Regions from separate parts of the Macaca mulatta genome. Here region 2 is linked to region 1. The links are chromatin contacts, called in public Hi-C maps. All regions are on one chromosome and are shown on one strand. Each heading gives the region's core, a stretch centred on a gene start, on an enhancer-like site or on the middle of the called end of the contact. The rest is flanking DNA. Distances are from core to core; before and after follow the strand shown. Region 1 overlaps SLC38A10 (solute carrier family 38 member 10). Region 2 holds the start of BAHCC1 (BAH domain and coiled-coil containing 1).

Region 1 (5,756 bases), core at 925-3,424:
AAGCATGTGGCCCTAAGTCTCTCACAGATCATTCCGTGCTGTATGGAAGGAACTGGGAGCTTCTCCCGCCTCCCAAGAGACAGCAGCAGTGCCAGCCGCAGTGGAGGCAAAAGCAGTGGTGAGGAGGTTCCGCCTGCTGGAGGCTGTACCAGGGCCTGGCTGTGTTGCCAGCCCAGACACCCGGGTACCAGGAGCCAGATGGCCTGGGATTCCCCTTCACGTTTGGAAAGATGAGACCATGAGGTCATCGGTCAGCTATGTGTGGAAGATTGGGCTGTAAAGCCAAGCCCTTAATGAGTAATCCTTTCTCATGGCAGCATCAAGGGAAAGTCAGAAAGCAGCTATTGGAAAAGTTGCCTAAAAGCAGGGACTAGCTTTTAAAAGTCATGTCAGCGGCCATTGTTCCCGCCTCTTGCGAGTGTGGCGCCCTGGGATCCCGAGCCTCCTCGTGAACTTGGGGTGGCGCTCGAGTGGATGAGGAACTCCATCAGTGGGATGCTGGGACTATGTTTCTTTTTTTTTTTTTTGAGATGGAGCCTCGCTCTGTCACCCAGGCTGGAGTGCAGCGGCCGGATCTCAGCTCACTGCAAGCTCCGCCTCCCGGGTTTACGCCATTCTCCTGCCTCAGCCTCCCGAGTAGCTGGGACTACAGGCACCTGCCACCACGCCCGGCTAGTTTTTTGTATTTTTTAGTAGAGACGGGGTTTCACCGTGTTAGCCCGGGTGGTCTCGATCTCCTGACCTTGTGATCCGCCCGTCTCGGCCTCCCAAAGTGCTGGGATTACAGGCGTGAGCCACCGCGCCCGGCCACCGGGACCATGTTTAAAAGTCGCTTCTTCTGGGGACCATCTGACATGACTGTCTCCGCCTTTGCTGATCACAAGGCACACAGAGGGAGCCACGGCGGGTCCAGGCTGGCAGCCTGCAGAGCCACCTTGCCAACTCTTGGGGTCTGGACGGCAGCGTCGCTGGCCTCCCTGCCCGTCTGTGCTGGCCTTTGGTCTGGGGTGGACGCCAGCCTTGAATGTGGAGTTGGGGACGCATTAGATGTTGCCCCTTCCCCTCCAGGTCACCACCTCCAAGTCCCCGAGTGTGCCTCACTCCAAAGACTGAGTCCTGAGCTGTGGCCTTGGCAGCCTCGGGGCCTCCGTGCCCGACTGGACAGCAGGGAGGAAAGTGAGGGATCCGCCTCCGCCGTGGCCCAGTCGTGGCCTCTGTCACTTGTTAAGAAGGTGTGTGTTTCTGTGCGTGCCAGGAGCTGGGAACCTGCGTCAGCACCCGGCAGTGAGGAGCCGCTGGGACAGGGCCTAACACGGCATCCCTGGCGCCGGCGCCGATGACGCCCACGGGTCGTGGTTTTTTGTGACTGGAGATGATTTTTGTTTTTCTTTTTGAGACAGAATCTCGCTCTGTCGCCCAGGCTGGAGTGCACTGGCACGATACTGGCCAACTACAGCCTCCACCTCCCAAGTTCAAGCGTTTCTCCCACCTCAGCCTCCCGAGTAGCCGAGAGTATAGGCACGGCACCACACCCGGCTAATTTTGTATTTTTTGTTGAGACAGGGTTTCGCCAGGATGGTGTTAAACTCCTGACCTCGAGTGGTCTTCCTGCCTCGGCCGCACCGCACACCTGGCCTGGAGGCGATTTTTGAAGCCGAATGAGGGGGACGGTTGCTCTGCGGCAGCACCCTCCGCTGGGTGTTCCTGGGGGGGTGTGTGGAGCTGTCCCTCTTGGCCGTGGCCGCCTCTACTGTGGCTTAGCTGGTGTATTGCTGGCCTCTTAGGAGAAGAAATTCAGATGCCAGAGATCTCCTCCCTCCTGAGGAGCTCAGTCGTGAGCTGGCGGGGGCACTGCCCACACAGGGCCCCTTTCTGTCTTTGCGCAGCCTGTGTTCATGTCGAGATCCGAAGCGGCTGGCAGCGCTCAGATGTTTTTCAGTTGCTAATTTTGAAGTTTTGTGTTAGTTTTACTGCAGCCAAGAGGCACTGCGGGCAAACTGTCCCTGACGCAAAGGTCGGCTCCGCTGTGGAAGAGGCTGTGTGCATTGCCCGCGGACAGCTGCAGAGCGCCAGGCATGAAGGCTGTGAGTGCGGCCCTCGGCTGGTCAGCTGCTGCCGGCGGCGGGGAGCCAGGACGCTCGCGCAGCCTTCCCGCAGGTGCCCGTGCAATCCAGCAACACTTGCAGAACGCTGAGAGGCATGGCGTTCCCGGGAGGTTCTCCAAAGAAAGGGACCTCTGGGGCAGCTCCTGGCTCACCGTGCTCACCTCCCATCCTGCGGCTCCTGCACCCACACGGAGCTCCCGCTGGAGCCCCAGACGGTCATTCACGGCCTGAGGAACTGAATTTTGCTTCGTGCTGAGAAAATGACTTCTCAGAGGCAACTTGTCCTGTGACAACGGAGATTTCCTTTGTTTTGCTATATTTTCCCTTCCCCTCCCCAGCCTCCCTTTCTTCACGTAGTCATCCATTGGACAGGCCCTCTTGAGTGACAGTCGTGGCTCGTTTCTGCATATGGAGCCTCTGCCGAGGCTTAATCATGTGATGGCGACTGGTGTGTTTTCACTTGCTCTGGCGGGTGGCCAAACGCTTATAGAACTGGTCACTTGGGCCGGGTGCAGTGGACCACTTGAGGTCAGGAGTTTGAGACCAGCCTAGCCAATGTGGTGAAACCCTGTGTCTACTAAAGATATACAAAAATCAGCCAGGCATTGTGGCAGGTGCCTGTAATCCCAGCTACAGGAGGCTGAGGCATGGAAATTGCTTGAACCTGGGAGGCAGAGGTTGCGGTGAGCTGAGATTGCGCCACTGCACTCCAGCCTGGGCGACACAGCAGGAGTCCGTCTGAAAAAAAAAAAAAACCAACAACAACGGTTGAATTTGTTACTTAGCTAAACTGTAGAGCCTAGTGTCTGCTTTCTGTTAACTGGTTTATTACCCAGTAGGGTGGTACCTATCCTCTACAGTTTGTCTAGGACTCTCAACTCCAAATTGACAACAGTGTAACTGTCTGTTTCCCTAGACTAACACATCAGGCTGCTCTTAGAAGGCTGGTATAAAGCTAAGATAATTGTCCCCATTTTCTTCTCCTTTGGGAGCTGGTGAGCCCCCATCTGCTGCTCTGAACCGGACTCTGTGAATTCTTCCCCAGACAGCTTCACCTGAGTCCCCCTAGGCTGCAGCGCCTGTCTCAGTGGACATATGGCCTTGCTGGGACAGGAAGGTGGTGATGGAGGTGATGATGGCGGTGATGGAGGTGATGATTATGGAGGTGGCAGTGATGCAGCGATGGTGGTGGGGATGGCAGTGGTGGTGGTACGGCTGGAGATGATGGTGGTGATGACGGAGGTGATGGCAATGATGGTAGGGGTGGCAGTGATGGTGATGGTAGTGGTGACGGTGGTGATGGCACTGATGGTGGTAGGGATGGAGATGATGGTGATTGGTAGCGGTGATGGTGGTGGAGGTGATGGTGACGGTGATGGCGGTGGTGATGGAGGTGATGGCGGTAATGGAGGGGACTGTGGGAGAGTCGGTCGGTGGGCTCATGCTGCCATCTGGTGGTAATGACTGAGTATTACATGGACTCTAGCTCTCCCTGCCCCCAGTTAGGTGTAAATTGCATTTTGACATATTTTTGTTATGAATACACATGAAAAATGACAGTTTTCTGTGCTACTTAGCTGCTAATGATCGAACAGGAAAAAAAATAACTGCTTTGGCTCTGCCATTGGGCTGGAAAATATGGTAAGAGTCCAGGGAGAGCCGCCCTGCTCCTGCAGTGCGGTTCCCTAACTGTGCCCTGCTCCCAGCCCAGGATCCGGTCGTGGCCATGGCCGAGGATGGCCGGGAGAAGCCGAAGCTGCCAAAGGAGAGAGAGGAGCTGGAGCAGGCCCAGATCAAGGGGCCCGTGGATGTGCCTGGACGGGAAGATGGCAAGGAGGCACAGGAGGAGGCACAGCTTGATCGCCCTGGGCAAGGTACTGGGCACTGGCCGGGGGTGGAGACGGGGAAGGGGGGCCCCATGTCCTCCTCTGCAGGCCGGATACCCTGCGGCGTGGCTCTCGGGGCTGTGTGTGTGTGTTTCCCTTCAGCCCATCCTAAGTTCTGGTCATTTTTGTTTTCTGTGTCTTTCAATTCAGATGAATGTGCTGCCCCTCCCAGAGCAACTTGTTTGCAGCTGCCCCTGGTGTAACTTTAGTGTCAACTGCGCTTGACCAGGCAGCAGGGAGGCCAGCGGGGAGGTGGTATCTGTTGGCCTGTGTCACACTGTTGGGAGCCAGAACCCAGGGAAGAGCCCAGTTCAGATTCCCTGGGAAGGGAAGGAGGGGCCTCAGCCTGACCCCATCTGTCCCCCATGCCCTTACAGGGATTGCCATGCCTGTGGGCGAGGCCCACCGCCACGAGCCTCCTGTTCCTCACGACAAGGTGGTGGTAGATGAAGGCCAAGACCGAGAGGTGCCAGAAGAGAACAAACCTCCATCCAGACACGTGGGCGGAAAGGCTCCAGGGGTCCAAGGCCAGATGGCACCGCCTCTGCCCGACTCAGAAAGAGAGAAATGGGAGCCGGAGCAGGGAGAGGTTGGGAAGAGGCCTGGACAGGCCCAGGCCTTGGAGGAAGCAGGCGATCTTCCTGAAGATCCCCAGAAAGTTCCAGAAGCAGATGGCCAGCCAGCTGTCCAGCCTGCAAAGGAAGACCTGGGGCCAGGAGACAGGGACCTGCATCCTCGGCCCCAGGCAGTGCTGTCTGAGCAGCAGAATGCCCTGGCAGTGGGTGAAGGGGAAAAGGCCGATGGGGTGCCGCCACCAGGCAACGCCGCCGGGGATACAGGGCAGCCCGCAGAGGACAGTGACCATGGTGGGTGTCACCCTGGGCTCGTGTGGGACAACGCTTCCCTCTCGGGCTGGGGAGGCTGGGCAGGGGCAGCAGAATCGATGGCTCCTCCCTCAGGCCCCAGTCTCTCGCCCTGCTCCAGATTAGCATGCAAATGGGGCGGCCCGGCAGCTGGTGGGGACAGGAAGAGGCTGGTGGCTGACAGCTACTGTAATATCTGTCACACAGTTGTTTGCCAGACCACTAAATGTCAGGTGCCGCGCTGTGCTCGTGTGTCTGCGCGTACACGGGGGGTGGCGCGGGGGGCGCCTGACAGGTAACACGTTGTTAAGTGCCCGTCTAAGAGCTGCTTAGGACGGTTCTTGCATTTTAATTGCGAAGGCAGTTAACATTGGCTCATTGCCACAAGCCTATGAGGTTGTTAAATATTTTTTTATTGCTTCACTAGTAATCATCAGGTTGAATATAAACTGTGCTGACGGGGGTGTCTCTTTAGAAACATCTGCCACCTCCTTTTGTCCTTCCCTTGCCTTCTGTCCCCCCCCAATCCTCCCTTGACTTTCCTGCAAAACCTCCTGAGTCTTCACCGTGTGTGCAGGTGGGAAGCCTCCCTTCCCAGCAGAGAAGCCGGCTCCGGGGGCTGGGCTGCCGCCTGAGCCTCGCGAGCAGAGGGACGTGGAGCGAGCGGGCGGAGACCAGGCGGCCAGCCAGCTGGAAGGTAAGGCCTCGGCCCCACAGCTGCCCGCCTCAGGCCCAGGGAGCAGCAGCCCCTCCCCTAGCCCTGGGGGGATGCCCAGGTCATCCTAGGGAGCCCTGTCAGGCACCCTTCTCTTTCTTATAAGCAGACCCCTCGGATAGCTTTCTGCTCCCTTCCCATCAGCAGCTTGCTTTCTGGGAACGTTTTATCCCTCCCTGGGAGCGTT
Region 2 (5,756 bases), core at 1,165-3,664, 140 kb before region 1:
ATTTATTCGGAGAGCTTTTGCATTGTAAATAAATGGGTCTACACAAAGAGTTCTCTTTGTCTGGCAACTACATACAAAGGCGTTTGGGGCTCCCTTCCCTCTGGGGATCGCCAGCTCTCTCCCCCGGTCTAACAAACAGCTCGGCTCCCAAGCTCCGAGCCCGGCCTGCAAAGCGAGTGCCCGGCCGCCAGGGCCCGGAGAGTACTCTGGCGAGGGGTCTGCGAGCGCTGGGGTCAGGGGAGGGGCTGCCCAGGCAGGACCAGGGACGTGGGGGCCCCCAGCACCGGCCGGTGCCTCCCGAGCTCCGGAGGGCGCCGGGCGGGACAAAGGGAAAGAAGGAAAGAGAGGGAGGTCAGAAACCTGCAGCTTCAAAGGCGCCGAGGGCCGGAGAAGGGCTGGGGGCGGCGCACGCGGGGGTGCCAGGCTTCCTGGAGGCCTCCGGAGAGTCGTGTGTGCTGTGCTTTTGTTTTTTTGTTTTTTTTTTTTTTTTTCCAATGAGAAATTTCAAAGTTGAGAAAGCGTGAGCTGCTGGCGATTCTCGGGACGCGGGCTCGGCTACGAAGCAGCAATTTTAATCTCGCACCCCCTGCGGGCGGATCGCAGGCCCGATTGTTCCTTTCTCACCAGCCGGCTCGACTTTTTAAGCAAACAGGAGGCGGATTACTGTCGCCCGCCTGCGCCGCCACGGCTCTGACCGGATTGGAGGGGGCTTTTCTTTGTGTTCTCTCCTCCCGGGGAGAGGCCGCGCCGCGCCTCCGCGTCTGCCAGCGCCGGGCTTCGGGGGCCTGGGGAGCCCGAGGAGGCCAGGAAGCGGGGCGAGGAAGGGCGGCCACAAGGCCCGGGCTGGGAGCCCCACAGTCCCGCAGCCGCGACGCCGCCACCCGCCGAGTGCCGAGGCCCGGGGCCCACCCCCAGCCCAGCTCCAGGAGAGGCCGCGCAGGAGGACCGCGAGGACGGCGCCGCAGCGCCAGGTCAGGCTGAGCTAAGGGAGGAAACGGAGCGAAAAGTGATGGCGGGCAGAGGACCCCGGGCGGGCGGAGAATCGCTGACGAGGGCATTTCGGGAAGAGCTGAACCTCGGAGCACAGGGCTCCTTCCCGGGAAGGCAGGGCGTGACCCCGGAGCCGCGGGTCCCTCTTCCCGCGGCCGCAGGCGTGGCTGGCGCGCTCCAGGATCTGGGGCTTCTACAGGTTTGCTTTGTTTTCTGCTTTTGCATCTAAAAACCCGCTCTCTCCTCGCCCGCCTGTCGGAGACCCGGACTCCGACCCGTCTGCCTCCCTCCGGCGCCGTCTCCGGGAGCGCGGGCGCGGTGGGGCCTGCAGGCCGGGCTGGGACCTGGCGCGCCCGGGGGCGCTAGTGGCTCGGCCGCCGCCGCAGAACCCGCTCCCTGCGAAACAGCCGCACCCGCTCCCGAGGAGAGTCATGAGAACTAGGGTCGCGCCTGACCCGCGCGCCTGAGGAAAACCAGCCCGCGGGCCCCGCCACACGGGCCGTGACCCGAGCCCCGCGCGCTGTCCCGAACGCACGGTGATAACGCCCCGCTGCGCCAGCCTCGCTCGGCCCCCCTCCTCCACCCCTTCTCCGAAAAAAAAATTCTGAAATGGGAACGAAGACCGAAAAACTCGCCATGACCGTTTCCCTCCCCGGCCCCTAGCTTCGGCCCGGAAGGCCCTTCAGGGCAGCGGCCGTGGGTACCACGAGCCGGCCGGTTCCCCTAGCCGCGGACCGACCGGGCGGGGCCAACTCAGGACTGCTCCGGGGAGGGGAGCAGGGTAGGGGAGCGAATAGTAGGGGTTCGTTCGTGGGTCACCCAAAGCTGGGAGCACGCTGGCGGCGCCCGGACTTCGCCGACTGTCCGCCCGGTGCCACCCGCGCGGCTCGCGCCAGACGCAGCCTGGCGGTCCCTGTCCTGTCTCGAGTATTTATTTTTAATGCTGGGTGTCGATCGAGACAACAAGCGTTCAGAGCAAAGCAAGGACGCATTACGGGGGGAATTTTAAACCGATCGATAAGATTTTTCAGAGAAAAAAATCGCTTATATAGTCCATATTTTTTAAGAAAAAAAAGCTTCGACATTTTAACGGATTTTGTTAAAAGGGAAGGTATATATTTCTTAACATCACAACCCTGAATTTCTTTTGCTAAAAAAAAAAAAAATGTAAAACCCCAAAGCCAGAATAAAAAATAATAATAAAAATACAAAAACAAAAAAAAATGAAAGCAATTTCAGTTACTTACTGGAGGCTGTTTCCTGGATACAACTGAATGCAATACAATTAAATCAGTAAATGTGACTTTGTTTTGTATTCCTATTGGTATTTTCAATGTGCTGACTGTTGCACTGTAAATGCACCGCTTCCACAACAACGACTCTAGCGAGCCCATCCAGAGCGGCTCTCAAACCTGCAGCCTGGCGCCGCGAGCCACGGGCCCTGCATACTAATAAGCTCGTGCCACTCAGCCCGGAGCAGCCAGCGCGCTGATTGGCCGCGCAGCCCTCCGCGGCCGGGAGCTCGTGCCACTCATTCGGCGTAAACAGGCCTCCCAATAGGCTGGCGCCGGGCCAGGGAGCTGCCAATCAGGAAGCAGCGGGGCTACTACCAAGCCCGATGGCGCCTAATTCAAGCCCGGCGACTGCGCAGCTCCTCTGCGCAGATCATTGCTGCTGAATGGGAATGTGGTGGCGCAGGGCAGGAGAGGGAGCTGGAACCAGCGAGTGCGCGTGTCCCGGCGGAGGGGGAGGCGTATACACAGACACAGACACACACACACACATATATGTTTAATCCAGCAGGTCTAACGTTTGGCTTCTGCCGCACAGAAGGCCAAAGGAAGAAATACCACCACCCCTTAAAAGTAGCTACTTTTTCTCCCTGCGATCTGTCTGGCAGGTGGCAGGTAGGCCAGACCTCCAAGCCCAGAGGCCTCCCCAGGTTGCCTGGCCCATCTACCGCTCTGAGGCTGCTGCCTGCCCGGACCCGAGCTCACAGATCCACGTACGTCCGCTGCTTGGGCAGTACAAGCTTTGAATAGCCCGCCCGGCCCTCTCCTCCCCCTGACCTGGGGATCAGACCCTGGGAAGTGAGTTCTGAGTCTCCAGCCGTCTACATTAGTGGCTCTCAATTTTATCTCCCTCTGCCACACTTTGCAACAGAGCAACTACTAAAATGAAAATCAGGGATTTATTGAGAAGACAAGGATTGCCCTTTCTTCATCTACACCTAGATTTAAAAAATATTTTCAGCTCGATAAGGGGGGAAGGGGATATGGTGTGGTAAACCATGTATAGTATTTCTCAATGCTGCTCCCTGTCTGCATATCTGCTAAATCCTCACTCCAACTAAAGCAAGCTACTGAACAATTTTTATCGTAATCAGATGCAAACCACTTCTAAAATATTCTGCAAACAAATATTTCTGTTAGAATTTGGTTTCCCACCCAAATGCTATTTATTCTCAGGGAGTCGAGGTGATGTCTTAGTGGCGATGGATACATTTATTTTTGCTCCTCTTTCTCCCTGTGAATCTCTGCCTCCCCCTCTGGGGGAAAAAAGGATATTTAAACTAGAAGCCAAATGACAGATTCACACGCATTCGAAATTCTCCACCGTCTCATTCCAGCAGGGACACGAAAGAGTTAAACTCAAAGCCTGCTGTCTCTCTGTTTCCCCGCCCCCACTCCCGTTCCCGCGGGACCGCTGGGATTGGTTGGCACTCCGCCAGCGGACTGTCCATCACCGAGTGTAAACAAGGCGCTGATTGGCTGTTGTCCAGTCCGCACTGGGCCTCCTGAAAAAAGCAATTACTGGCTCCGCGGTTTCAAGGCGGCCCAAGGCCGCTTGATGAAAGGAGATAAGCTGGGGACCGTTTCCAGGATCCCCGCGGGCCGACCCGGGCAGCCCGGGAGCCGAGGTGCGGCGGAGAACCCGCGGATCAAAGGAATCTGGAGAGAAAGGGGAAGCGGGCGGCCGGCCCCGGCCGGCCTTCCCCCCCGCAGGCCACGCCGACCTGGGGTGGGGGGCTGCGGGCCGCGGGTGGGGACTTCGGGATTTCCCGCCTGCCTGAGTCGGGGCCTGCGCCGGCGCCGGCTTTGGGCGGCGCGGCCGGGAAGGGAGCTCCGGAGAGCCCGGGGCTCGCAGGTAAGCGCCAGGGCTCCGCGGGCCGGGCCGGGGGCTCAGGACAAGGCGCGGGGCCCGCCCCGGCTGGCTCGGGAGTGGCGGTCGCGCAGGCCCGGGTCCCGGCTCCGGCGTCTCCCGGCTCCGGCGGCCGGGACCCCTTGCGACCGAGCCCCTGGCCAGGCCCCAGGCCGGCGCCTTCGGAAGCGACGTCTGGCGGGCCGCGGGGCCCGAGGGGCAGAGTCGGGAAGCGTAAATCCCCGTTGCGCGCGGAGATGAGATTAGCGCGCGGCTATTCATTAAGGCGGGGACGATTGAATTAGGTCCCTGGGCGCGGTCGCCGGCTGGGGGTGTGCTTGGCGCCGACCCCCGGGCTTTGGCCGTGGCATCGGGAGGCTGGAGTAGCGGCCCCAGTGAGTGTGTTGGGGAATCGGGCGCCTCTGGGTCCCAGCCCCGCGGGTGCAGGCGGAGGCTGCCCGCTTCCCGCGTACACCGAGGACGGCCGGCCCGGCTCCGGAGAAATGGCTCTTGGGAAAGGAGGGGAGGGGAAGGTTCCCGGACCTTGCACAGGGACGGGTCGCCGGGGACCCGCGCAACCCTCCGGGGATGGAGGAGGCGCGAGCTGGAAGCGGCGCGCGGGCCCGGGCCCAGGGCTGACACCGTGGGGCCCAGTCTCTCCTGGCTCGGGTGGGTAGACGCGCCCCGAGGCCCCGGGTCCACGCAGGGCGCCCCTCACAGACGGCGCGTTTCCTACTCTCCTAAGGATCCGAGTTCCCATCACTGCCTCCGATGAGCTTGTTTCCGGATCAGGAACCTTTTTCAAGTTAATTTTTAAAGCCTCATTTGAATTTTTTAATATAGGAAAATATGTAGATGAGAAAAACCTTGGCTCCAACAAAGAGAACACCGTGGTTTCCCAGGACTTGCTCTGAGCTCGCCGCGTCAGGGCAGGGGCTCCACCTCAAACCGACCTGTCGGGGAAAGGGAGGCCTCAAGCCCCTGGGAGTCCTGGTCCCCTCCAGAATGTGTTGCAAGGAGAGTGGCTGGAAAGGCCCCACAGAGCCCCTAAACCAGCCTCCCCTCCCCCTTGGGCAGATTGTTCTAGGGTCCTGGAGCCTGAAGGATGGACCCTCAGCTTGCCTGCCCCCATCCCCAGTCATCGTTCACCATCCGAGAAATGCCCACTGCCAGGAACATGGGAGGGCAGAGAGTAGCTCACAGGTGCGTGGCCCCTATCTCCTGAAGCTAGTTTAGACCCTTCTAGCTCAGCCTCACCAGATTCCTAGGATGAGCACTGGCTTCACATCCCCCAAGTGCTGGCCCCTTCGTGTCCCCCAGAGAGGCTGCTCGGGCGGGCAAAGGCCCCGAGGCATTGAGTGCGCCTTCCAGAGCAGTGCAGAGGCTCCCTGCCCTTCTCCTTCCTCCCCATTTCTGCCTCCTCCTCCCCCAGTGTTCACTTAAAACAAATTGTAGTGGGCTTTTTGTTTTTTTTTTCAATACTGTTTCAAAACAGTTGTTACAGCAAATAACTGCAGACGGGTCTGCTGGACTCGGTGGAGAGGGGCTGGCAGCTGCCCAGCACGGGCGCCTGGCCGCTGGGCAGCTCCCGCAATACCAAAATAAGCTCCCGAGTTCTCCTGGAA

The links. Hi-C and Micro-C count contacts between places; a contact is called where the count stands out from the background.
Region 2: a Hi-C map of fetal cortical plate shows a contact between it and region 1, with 2.1 times the contacts expected there. The contact joins the promoter of BAHCC1 here to the enhancer-like site in region 1. A contact is called at or near these places in 3 of 14 Hi-C or Micro-C datasets (fetal cortex germinal zone, fetal cortical plate and liver).

What each region holds. Positions count from the first base shown.
Region 1 is chr16:90,952,144-90,957,899 of T2T-MMU8v2.0, reverse strand. It overlaps SLC38A10 (solute carrier family 38 member 10), which reads left to right. Exons shown (of 13, transcript XM_077973213.1): 8 at 3,812-3,979; 9 at 4,369-4,857; 10 at 5,432-5,551. Among named protein-coding and RNA genes, the nearest start is that of NDUFAF8, 15 kb to the right of the region's middle. Within about 2 kb of position 2,174, at least 7 of the 40 cell types and tissues checked have an H3K27ac peak or open chromatin away from gene starts, as enhancers often do. A contact at or near this core is called in fetal cortical plate, where this site is marked.
Region 2 is chr16:91,095,739-91,101,494 of T2T-MMU8v2.0, reverse strand. It overlaps BAHCC1 (BAH domain and coiled-coil containing 1), which reads right to left and starts at 2,414. Exons shown (of 28, transcript XM_077973176.1): 1 at 2,238-2,414. LOC114673206 (a long non-coding RNA gene) reads left to right here. Exons shown (of 2, transcript XR_003723911.2): 2 at 1-49.